Regions from separate parts of the Mus musculus genome. Here all the other regions are linked to region 3. The links are chromatin contacts, called in public Hi-C maps. All regions are on one chromosome and are shown on one strand. The core of a region is the stretch at or near the end of the contact, and the rest is flanking DNA. Distances in the headings are between cores, read along the strand shown.

Evidence for each region. Hi-C and Micro-C count contacts between places; a contact is called where the count stands out from the background.
Region 1: a contact with region 3 is called in a Hi-C map of the G1E-ER4 cell line, with 1.7 times the contacts expected there. The contact joins the enhancer-like site here to the promoter of Atxn7l3b in region 3. A contact is called at or near these places in 1 of 39 promoter capture datasets (macrophages), 1 of 15 datasets of contacts at CTCF or cohesin (the NIH/3T3 cell line), 6 of 484 Hi-C or Micro-C datasets (the G1E-ER4 cell line, granulosa cells, liver and 1 more), 4 of 115 datasets of contacts at active chromatin or transcription factors (embryonic stem cells, intestinal crypt epithelium and intestinal villus epithelium) and 1 of 9 other capture datasets (pancreatic islet).
Region 2: a Hi-C map of adipose-derived mesenchymal stem cells shows a contact between it and region 3, with 1.6 times the contacts expected there. The contact joins the enhancer-like site here to the promoter of Atxn7l3b in region 3. A contact is called at or near these places in 1 of 15 datasets of contacts at CTCF or cohesin (the NIH/3T3 cell line), 5 of 484 Hi-C or Micro-C datasets (the HL-1 cell line, adipose-derived mesenchymal stem cells, embryonic stem cells and 1 more), 7 of 115 datasets of contacts at active chromatin or transcription factors (the SCID.adh cell line, embryonic stem cells, extraembryonic endoderm stem cells and 2 more) and 1 of 9 other capture datasets (adipose tissue).

The regions. Positions count from the first base shown.
Region 1 is chr10:112,965,090-112,968,801 of GRCm38.p6, forward strand. No RefSeq gene overlaps it. Among named protein-coding and RNA genes, the nearest start is that of Gm22507, 36 kb to the left of the region's middle. Within about 2 kb of position 2,427, at least 6 of the 459 cell types and tissues checked have an H3K27ac peak or open chromatin away from gene starts, as enhancers often do. A contact at or near this core is called in the G1E-ER4 cell line and intestinal villus epithelium, where this site is marked.
Region 2 is chr10:112,882,924-112,886,545 of GRCm38.p6, forward strand. No RefSeq gene overlaps it. Among named protein-coding and RNA genes, the nearest start is that of Atxn7l3b, 44 kb to the right of the region's middle. Within about 2 kb of position 1,713, at least 63 of the 459 cell types and tissues checked have an H3K27ac peak or open chromatin away from gene starts, as enhancers often do. A contact at or near this core is called in the HL-1 cell line, the NIH/3T3 cell line, adipose-derived mesenchymal stem cells and 1 more, where this site is marked.
Region 3 is chr10:112,927,015-112,931,037 of GRCm38.p6, forward strand. It overlaps Atxn7l3b (ataxin 7-like 3B), which reads right to left and starts at 2,012. Exons shown (of 1, transcript NM_001033474.2): 1 at 1-2,012. The coding sequence starts at 1,708. The coding sequence ends at 1,415.

The DNA of each region.
Region 1 (3,712 bases), core at 1,177-3,676, 38 kb after region 3:
GGCCGGCGCAGAACCCTGTGGGCCTTGCCCCTCTTTCTTTTCTTGCCTGTCCCGCAGGCAGTGAAATCCATGGTGTTGGTGGTGGGGCGGGCACCCCAGGAAAACCTCCGCATTGGTGTTCCCCCCTGGGCCATGGTTTCCCATGTGGCGCCTCACCTTGGCCAGTGTGAGCTGCTGCCTCTGAAGCCGGAAGTTCTCAGTCTGGTCCTGGGGCTATGTTTGGGCAGGAACAGGCTCCGATTTGTTTGTCTTAACTATCACTGACAAATTCTGTCCTAACGTCAGTCCAAGTCCACAGTTGGCACCACACACACAGTCTGTACCATGACGAAAACCACAAACACAAACAAGACAGCCACAGAGAAGAAAAAACACCAGTATCTAAGCACACTCATTCCTCACTCTGCCAGATGTAAAACCAAGGCACGAGGTGGGACTTGAACCCACAATCTTGGAACCCTAAAACCAAGGCATGAGGTGGGACTCAAACCCACGATCTCGGAACCCTGAAACCAAGATACAAATTCACAAACCAAGACACAAATTCACAAACCAAGACACAAATTCAGTGGTGCCACACTTAGACAACAGACAACATGTAAGACGCACACAAACAAACGTACCTACAAGGGGTCTTTTGGGGTTCCTGGGTGTTACACAGATCTCAGTGGGACCTCCAAATGAAAGATCCTAGTGGGAAAACCCCCACTCAATTCCCGTTCAGCGTGAACCCAAGAATCACGAACAGACGACCATCTTGATGTAAAAGCATGAGGTAGATTAATGATGGAGCTCCAGGCCAACACATATCTCCCGCAGGAGACAGAGGTGTCGACCCTATTTTAAAAGATCATAAGGTACTTTAAAGAACGAATGTAGATTTAATTGTAATTGATTTTTTTCTGTCATACTTTATAAATTGTGGAAAGGAAAATAATTACCACACAAAAATTGTAATGCTCTAAAAAATAGATATAAACACCTGCTTCACTATAAAGATTTTTAAAAGTACATAAGTATTTTTCAAAAAGTGTTAAATTTAGGTTAGGGCATTGGTGCAATGAATAAAGTACATGCCGCATGTATATGGAGACCAAGGTGTGGAACCTTACCTCTCATATAACTGCTGGGTATAGGTGGCAAATTACTTGTATTTCCAGTGTCTTGAAGGGAAGAGAAGCTAGCAAGAGAAAGCTGGCTAGCTAGGTTGGCCCATATGGCTGAGCATATAATAAACAAACAAATAAAGTGGAGAGTGGTCGAGAACAGTTGCTTTGTCAACATGGAACCTCAATATCCACATCCACATGCAAAATGGATCTGCACATATGTGTACACATGCATTAAAGCATCCATCATTCACAGACACGCACATCCCAAGGACATGCATATAAAGATCAACAGTTTTACATTCATTCCTATTTTAAAAATGACCTTTTCTCTCTGAGTATGACCATGAATATTATCTTGGAATAATTTCCCATACTGACTTGTGTGCGAGGAAACAAAGACCTTAAACTACTGGTAGTATACTAAATCATTATAATCTTTGGATAGAGTATTTGGCAAATATTTGGCAAAGACATAAACACAAAACGAAATGCATTGTCTTTAACTTTGTAGCTCCATTTCCTGTGAAATATATATTAACCTTATAAAAAAAAAAAGTAATACCATGGGTGACAAATCAAAACAAGGCAAAATAACTGTGTGAACTCTGCCTTTGGATTGCTGGATAATATTTAGCTTCAACCACCAATGCATGAAAGAAGGAAAATGGGTTATTTGATGTATTACTTTAGTACCATTGATGAAATCACATGAATATCAGAAATTAATTTTTTCCAGAGCCCCTGATACTAGAAGTGGCAGTACTTAAAGTAGTACTCCTCCCGAAGGTCTGCTGCGGAAGGCTTTGTTCCCCACATTTCTCTCTGGCATGTTGCTAGCTGGTGGTCATCTAATAGTATCTTTGTATATCCTTTCCTCTGTTGGCGTGGCTGTTGGTATTTCTTTTTCCAGAAGAATGCCAGACATAGGGCCATTTCAATAGCGTCATTGTAAGCCAATTATCTCTGTAAAAACCTTGTCTACAAATGTTGTCACATCCAATAATATTGGTTGTTAGTATTTTAATTTATGAATAGTGGTTGGGCAAATTTCAGGCTATCCTAACTTGAATTCATCCAACTTGAAAATTTTCACATCATCAGAGATATTAAGGAGAATAAAATAACACACAGGATATGGGGAAATTATTTCAAAGGACATATATGACCACGGCTCTTCTTCTTCTTTCTGTAAACTTATGCTGGGATCATGCTGTGTACTGCTCTAAGCTACTCCACACTGTGTAAGTTTGATTTCTCAGATATTGTGACTGGATAATCTCTATTTTATGAGCAGCATTTTATTTCATTTTGAAAATGAGGTGGACTTTGAACCTCCTTAGACATCTAAACCTTATCATTTGTCCAGTTCCACTGATAAGCCATAGACTGACGGATTAAAAAAAGCAAAAGTAGAAATGTTGGTTCCCTATAAATTTATTAAGTAAGTTGAGACTTGTGAGAATGGAGAAGTATTAAAAGAACACCAGGAAAAGCAGGCCTAATAACTTATCAGACACACCAGATCCAGAAAATTGCAACTGCTTCCCTTGGACCTCATAAAGAAGAGAGTCTAACACTGAGATATCAAAGGGACACGTGATCTATCATCTAACCACAAGTGAGTGTGGTTTTCTACTCCAAGGCAAAGAACTCCTGATTAGCCATGTGCTCCTCTTCAGCCCCATCCCTGGTGTGAAATCAGCCTAGTCCAATTAAAGTTTGCCTGCCCATCATTCTAGGTATATTGTCCATCTTTCCATCTACTCTTATGTCTGGGTCTTGTCCTGTCCTTAACTTATTCAGTCTCTACTGTTGGTTTGAGAGCACTTGTTAATGAGGGTGTGGAGAACAAGAAACACTCCTCCATTTCTGGTGGGAGTGCAAACTGGTACAACCACTCTGGAAATCAATCTGGAGATTCCTCAGAAAATTGGAAGTAGATCTACTTGAGGATCCAGCTATATCACTCTTGGGAATATACCCAAAAGATACCCCACCATGCCACAGGGGCACAGTTTCCACTATGTTCATAATGGCCTTGCTTGTAATAGTCAGAATCTGGAAACAACCCAGATGTCCCACAACAGAAGAATGAATACAAAAAATGTGGTTTATTTACACAATGGGATACTACTCAGCTATTAAGAATGAGGACATCCTGAATTTTGCAGACAAATCAATGGAAGTAGAAGATATCATCATTAGTGAGGTAATTCAGACCCAAAAAGACATGCATGGTATGAATTTTTCTATGTTCTTTATTTAGACTGCAGCCTAAGAGTGTGACCCAAATTTAAGGTGGATCTTTCCATTTCAAATGATTAAGAAAATTCCACACTGTTGCACCAGCTGCTTGGGTTTTAGCTAATTCCAGATATGGTCAAGTTGACATCCGTGAATAGCCATCATAATATAGAACAAGAAAAATTAGACTGTTAATTAACTTGACTGTTAGATCAAGTTGGAGAAAAGAAAGGAGGTGTGGAAGAAAAAAAAACAAGCAAAAAAAGTATCTCTTGTCTAATGTGCCAGAAAGGAGGTAAAGTTAATGGATTCCACACAAAAAAACATTTTTTTGCAAGAAACAACTGGAAAAATAA
Region 2 (3,622 bases), core at 463-2,962, 44 kb before region 3:
TTCTCATGGCGGGGCTGAGAACCCTGGCTCAGCTGGTGTTCCTGGACCAAATCCAGAGGCTCTCAGCTTCTTGACCAAAGTCCCTGCACAAACCTTCTCAGACGTTTTGACTCAAAGGAGCTAAGGGAAATTTCTGTCCGCTATTGCAGTCATTTTAAAGTACTAATTAACTTCTTAATTTGTGGATTATTATTTGACATCACTAGGTGACTCACATTCCTATTTGTGAAAAACAAATACTCTTACATTGCTTGCTTGACTCAGCTACATTTATTGCTTCAGGGTTGTCCCAAGGACAAAATTCTGTGGCTCTGGATTCTTAGATAAGCAAACTGCTTAGACAGGTTTCATAATTTGCATAAGGCTATGGAGCAGTAACAAGGTTAAGACAGCAACCCGCAAAGTCACGAGGCTTGATTTGTGCCTTGTCTTTAGGGTAATAATCCACTTAGAGTCAAGCAGCTCTCTACTCCCCCCTTTCTGGAGCTGTATTTAAATCTCCCTTTTTGGTCCACATTTTTAAAGGATGCCTTAAGATCAGAACTGAATTAAGTAAATGTTTGGTTTCAGACTCCTTACTATGCATATTTTACATACCAAAGTCAGAATCCTCTGCCCTCCAGATTCTTTCAGCATTCCTCAGTCCTTACACAGCAAATCCTGCCTCCAACCCTAAATTTTCCAACCCAGCCGCTGGGCTGCCTTCCCCCTAGAAAGCTCTTCCCTGTGTAATCCAGACTAATCTCTCTCTGAGTCAGTCTCTCTCCCCCTCCCTCCCTCCCTCCCTCCCTCCCCCCCCCTCTCTCTCCCTCCCTCCCCCTCCCATCTGTCTCCCTCCCCTATCTTCCCCTTCCTTTCCCCAAGGCCTTGGTCCTTGGGGCCAAGGAACTCGGCTACCAATAAACCTGCCATTAATATAATCTAAAGTGGTTTGAACTGGCTCATTTCATAGGCAGCGGAGAAACAACCTATCAGAAAACAGATCTGTTTTCAGTGGCTTGGGATTTCCTCTTACAGCCGAAAATATCCATCTTTATTCTAACCTGCTCATCATCTTTCTCAAGTTCCAAGTTTATTTATCACATGCCAAGCATCTCCCTTTTAGCTATCAAAGAATTGAAAATGACATAGTCCCTTTCTCCAAAGGTTAAACAGCATATGTCATTTCCCAAATAAAGTAATGAGGCAGACAAGGTAAATTGCTGCGGCAGCGGGAGCAACGAGATCTGGTAGCTGATAGGGGAAGTTTTTAGTAGTGATATTGATGGTACTGTCTGTCCAATTTATTCTTTGTCAGAAATGACAAAAGGGAATAGCCTCACAGCGAGCCACTGGACCATCCCAAGCGTCCACGGTATGTAAGCTGATCAACACGCCCCTGGGTATCAGGGGACAGTTTACTGTCTACTGGATTCTTTGATACTTTGTTTCGCTCTTCCTTGTTTAATAAGAAGTTGTTTTTTAAAAACCCATTCAAATTTCGGATGATGCTAATTTATAAACATTATTTCATGAAGATTTGGCTTGTCTGCTGTTTACTTAAGATGCTTAAAATTTCATTTGAAATTTGAGGAAAACAGTTTTCTTTCATTTTTTAAAAACACTGTGTCTCTCTTAAAAAAAAAGTTTTGTTTTGTTTTGACTATTTATGAAACAGGGTAGCCCTGGTTTGGCCATGAGATTGCTATGTAGGTCAGGCTGTCCTTCAAGTTACAGCAATCCTCCTGCTTTCTCTTTCCCATCAGGAAGGACCAGCTTAGTGCACAATGCATGAGAATCCATCTTCGCATTTCACTTGGAGTCATAATTTGAAAACATTACCTTTAGGCAAGTATCAGTTTAAAAACAATTGAGCTGCCAGGCAGCGGTGGCACACACCTTTAGTCCCAGCACTTGGGAGGCAGAGGCAGGCAGATTTCTGAGTTCGAGGGCAACCTGGTCTACAAAGTGAGTTCCAAGACAGCCAGGGCTACACAGAGAAATCCTGTCTCAGAAAAAAAAATCAAAACCAAACCAAACCAACAACAAACAATTGAGCCAAAAGCAATGCTATAAATGAATGAATCTGTCAAAGTGAAGCTTGCTACTTTACATGCTAACTAAAATATTAATTACAAATTTTTAAAGACATAAAGGCAAAACACCCCCACCCCGCACTTCTGTCCATCCCCCACCTTCCTGTATTTAGGAATCTAGTTGAGAGAACTTTAGTTCTAGGGAAGTAAGCTGACTGATTATATATACTGTTCTGTACTTAGTCTTTTGAAGCCTTTAAGGAAACATTAGTGAAAGTATATGTGAAAATACTTGAGAAAATATAAGAAGGAAAAAAAAAAGAAATTAAAGTCAAATTCCTGATAAGCTTGTATGCAGCTGTAAGTTTAAGTTCAGGGAATCATGACGTCTCATTTGAAGACAGAAAATATCCTCCTTTGAAAATGCAAGGTACGTTTCCTTCTGTAGAGTTTAATAAACTGATATAAATCAGTATCTTCGAGTTCTACCTAGAATTGGAAAGCAAAATTATCTTTCTGACCAAAACAGTGACACATAATTACTCATTCTCCAAAGAAGCCATTTAAAGGCACAGCATTTTCGGGTGCACACTTGCCTAAACGTGACGTCCATCTTGAAGGGGGTGATTTAATGAGGCCAATTCTGTCATTCTCTCGGATTTAATGAAAGGGACAGGTAGTGAGACACTCATCCCTGAATAGAGTGCGCCCACGTATTCATACAATGCCCACAAAAGTATGAGATTGTGACTTTCACTGACTCAAAGGCATTGGCCAGCAACTTACATATTCCTCACCTTAAACTGTAGAATTTACCCAAAATGGTGATAGCATCTTTTTCACTCATTCTTCCATGGACCAGACAAGTATAGGTGTTGCTTTAAAAAAAAAGAAAAAGAAAAGAAAAAAGAAAAAGATTCATTAGCCTAAATGAAAAGTCTATAAAGAAGAGGGGATGCCGATATGATACGGGGGTGACATTTTGCGCTGCATACCTGACTGAGGATATGAACATTTGTTTCCTGTATTTGAGAGGAGGAAACTCTTCCCAGTTCTACCTACAGCGGCTCCTCACAGCTCTGTTTCCTCACCATAATACTCTGTACATCATTCTCAGTCTAGATAAGGTCTTCTAATAGGATGCTTTGGAACCTAGACCACAGCTGTACCATTCCCAGAAATGAGGACATGCACTCCTATCTTTCAACGTTAATATTAACAAAGGAAAAACTTGCGATGATTCAGCAGAATCATTATTATGCAAACAATGAAGCATCATACACATTTATCATCCAGTACTCTGGGAACAAGGAAGGAAGATGGTCTGAGTTCATCTGGGGGTGCATGGTAAGATGATATCTTAAACTACTACTGTGCTGGCTGGTTCTTTTGTTTGTTTGTTTGGTTGGTTTGCCAACTTTACACAAACGAGGGTCTAAGAAGAGCAAACCTCACTTGAGAAAATATCTCCATCATGTTAGCATGTAGAAAAGTCCACGAGGTATTTTCCTAATCACTTATTTATGTGGGAAGGCCCAGCCCAATATGAGTGGTGCCATCCCTAGACAGGAAGCCCCTGATTGTATAAAGAAGTAAACTGAGCAAGG
Region 3 (4,023 bases), core at 762-3,261:
GAAAACATTTCAAATAAAGCAGCACCTTTCTTTTCTGCTCACCTCAGGACTCCCACCCTCCATAACCCCCCATTTTAGGGACTGAAACAGACCAGTTTTGATATGCCACTCACTTCCCCTTTACTTCTAACCCTGCCTCCAACTTTCCATCAAGAAATATACAGCCCCTGCTGGAAGGAGGTTCTGAGGACCAAGTGATGAACTGCTGTTTGTGAGGGCAGAGAAGGTGGAGACAGTCTCAATCAGCACAGCAGAGGTCTGACTGCCCAGTTGATGAAGGAATTCTGCAACCATACCAGGTAAACCAGGCCTGTTTCAGGGCTCTTAGCATTAAACTCATTCACATTATTGAAGGCAGATGGAAAAAAGTTCCCTCCTGGCTCAATTTTTAAACAGCCTCCTGCTCTGCCATGATGTCCTTCTGTAGGTCAGTGGTACCACTGGAGGGCAGCGACCTGTCATAATGATCAAGTCAGACCCATGGGCTGGTTACATCACCAGTAACTCAAAAGTAGGAAAAAACCGTCCCACCAAACTTATGTCCGCAGTATGTAATTCAAGACATGAGTCTTCCAGTTGGACATGATGTGCAGTCGCGGAGGTACACTTCATCCTCATAGCATCAAAAGAAAATCTTCAGCTGTTTGAAAACCACCTTGTCCTTTGCCAAACCTTTGCCACTCAGTAGGATGGAAAGACAGGTCTTCTGATGAGCCAAAGGCAAGGCCTTGTCCCCACAAAATGCTGGACCTTTGGAAAACAGGTGATTTGGAACTTCTTGAAGACAAGGGCACAAGGGCTTCCCATCGAATTCAAACGGGAATATTAATATTTTTAGTATTTAAGTCACATACCTGACTTCTATTTGTATCAAAGAGGCCCAATTGGAGGCTTAGAAATCAGAGGAGCAGTCCACCGAAGCTGACTGATCAGGGCCTGACCATCAACACCATCTAAAACTTCGAAGGAGGCCCATGACATCAGGCAGATGCAGAATCTGAGAAACAAATAGAATTGTATAGGCTGGGTACACAGCTGCTCACCTGTGTACCGAGGACAGTTCAGGGTCCTTGCACATCCACATGTATTTTATACAGCTCAAAATACAGCACGACGCCTCTGGACCTTCTTCTGCCCAGGATTTCAGAGCTGGCATGGGAGACCCTTTCAAATGGACCGGGATTCCTAAATTCTCCTCTTTGGGTGTTTTGTTCGTTTTACGCCTTCTCGGTTTTTTTTTTTTTTGTATTTTAATGCTAAGATCTTGAAGGGGGGTAAATGGGACTTTTGTTTGCTTTTCCTTTATTTGTTGATTTAATTTTTTTTCTCTCCAACTTAGCTTATTCCTCCAAAGCCACGGGGACCAGTCTCTATTATTGTCCTGGTCACTGTGTCGCCCTCTCTCAGGTGGTGACTACTGGAATTCCGGAGGTGAACGCTGCAGCTCCGTCTGGGGCCCGTCCCCGGGATCCCCAGGAAGGGAGCAGAGCGGGAGGCGGCACGCGCCTTTGTCCTCCACTGGCTGGATGCCGAAATCCTTCACGCTCCCAGTGTCTGCAAACTCCAGGTAGAAGTAGCCACACTTGACCGCCCGGTGCACCTCAAAGCAGAAGCCCAGGCAGGAATCCTCTATCAGGTCTACATAGATCTCCTGGGCGATGGCCTCCAGCTTGTTAGTATCCAGGTTGGCCAACGAAATCTCCTCCATCTTAACCGGCAAGCGACCGTGCGGAGGGCGCTGGCTTTACTCACGGCACACTCGGGCTCCGCTAGGCCTGCAAGGCCTCTCCGGGCCTCGTCCTCCGGGACGGCAACGGCGACGACGGCGGCGTCCGCGGCGACAGCAACCGCCGCTCCGGAGCCCCAACGCTCGCTCGGCTGCGACGATCACCCAAGTTCGGGATTCTGAGCTGCACCCGAGCCCGGCTCGCCGCGAAAACCGTCTCGGCGCCTCACCCAGCCGTTCGGGCCTCTTCCTCTCGCTGACAGTCTGGGCCCGCCCCCCCACTTCCGCCCGGTGCTGCGCCTGCGCACTGGCTCCGCGCGGAGGCTGGGCTTGGGCTCGGGCTCTGGCGCAGTTCGCTGGCCTGGGAGCACTGTTGGTCTGTGCGAGCCAGTGGCGACAACTGGCATTCCTGCCTGTGTCTTTTTCTCTCTCCCGGTTCATAAAATGTTATCGACGATGCTATGGTATTTTGTTTAGGGCTTTAAACGTTCACTAATGCGTTCACCTGTGTTTCAATGATTTCTTACGTAAAAGGAGGAATAATAATTACTTGTCCAGTTGTGTAATCAATCGAATAATGATTTCAGGCATGTTTATCCACATACGACTGAAAATTTGACGTACAGGATTGGCTTGCAGTAATTTACAGTACTGCCGCAGTTGTCATTTAAATCCACTAGATGATGCAAGGAAACAAATTGCCCTATAGTTTATCTTTGAGGCTTTCTTTGAATGAAAACAACTAGAATCCTGACACTAAAGGCATAATTCAAATATATTGATCAAATAAACCTAAGGCATTTATCTCACTTATAAGACCATTAAGTCAGCGTGACTGTAAAGAAATGATTATATACGTCTCCAAATGTGCTACAAGATAAAAATGATGTGCGCTTAGTTTGGGGGAGGCAAAGAGGAGGGGGAAGACTTTCCTAAAGTTACACTGCTTTCACTGTGAGAACTGGAACCGTCCCACCAAATCCTCTGCAGCCAGCTCCTAACAACTTTTCTCATTTGACTCAAGCAAGTCCTTATTCTGTCACTGATAAAACACACTACTAACCACAATGGATCAGAAGATGCTAGCTAGCTATTCCTAAAAAGATTAGTTGTGAATTCAAACATAAGGAAATCACTGTATTCTTTCTTTACTTTTTTCTTTCTTGTTCATTATTTGATCCTCCTCTGCAACTGCTCTACTTTTGCAATTTATCAGAAAGAACTGTGGCTAAGGAAAAACTCAAATCCTCCTTTATAGCTTTCTTATGCAAGATTTCCAGATTAGAGAAAAGCATAAGATGATCATATTTTCCTCAGTACAGAATTACCTTACACTGATTGATTTAGAGTGCAAACTATTTGTAAACAACTGTATTTTCTAGTTGTCTATTTAATTAATTTAGATCTCACAAATTGGCAGATACAAATCATTTAGCTTATGCTACTTAATTTTTTTCTGCCCAGAGTTCTTTTTTTTTAATTTAAAAAAAGACAGAACTTTAAAAAAATTGGACTTTTGTATAATCTAGATGTTCTAGATTCAAAAAATTAACGTATTGACACATTGTGGGATCTGGACATACAATAAACCATGTAATGTTTAAGAGTACATGTTACTGAATCAGACTGCCTCCTACAGTAGATGCCTATGCGAATCTTGTATTGGGATCTGTTTTCTTGACATTTCAGGAATAGGTGTCATCACATAGTTTTGTAGTGAGACACATAGCAATACGTATAAGAATTTTCACATGGTGCTTGCATGATGTATACAGTGGTACAGACTGCCTAGTTAGATAAAGAAAATATAGTTAGGACTTCAAGCATCTTTGCTTTAAACTCTTTCCTCTTCAAACTAAGTGTAAAACTCTACTTTCCAGGTCTAGTACAAATTCAGAGACATTTGTGAAGTTTAGACTTTTTTCTGCAGGTCTTGGTTTGGGTCTGACTGTCTAGCTTCATGTCTAGCATGCTTTGACATTTGCTGGTGCTAACACATTTATTGCCAAACAAAAGTTCTTATTAACAGACAACTGTCCTTTGTCATTATCGATGTATAATTTGTTCATGCCAGGTCATTGAAAAATCTTTGTTCCCTTAATTTGACAAAACAAATAGGAGATTGTTTTTCTTAATCTTATACTGTGGGAGTTGGAAACTGTCTTGTATTTATCTAATACATTTAGTACAGTTCAATAAAAATTATTTCAAAGTATATGTGCTTTTATGTTCATAGAAATTCAAATAATGATAATTCTATTTACTCTGACTAAACAGTATTGTTTTGAAAATCTGTA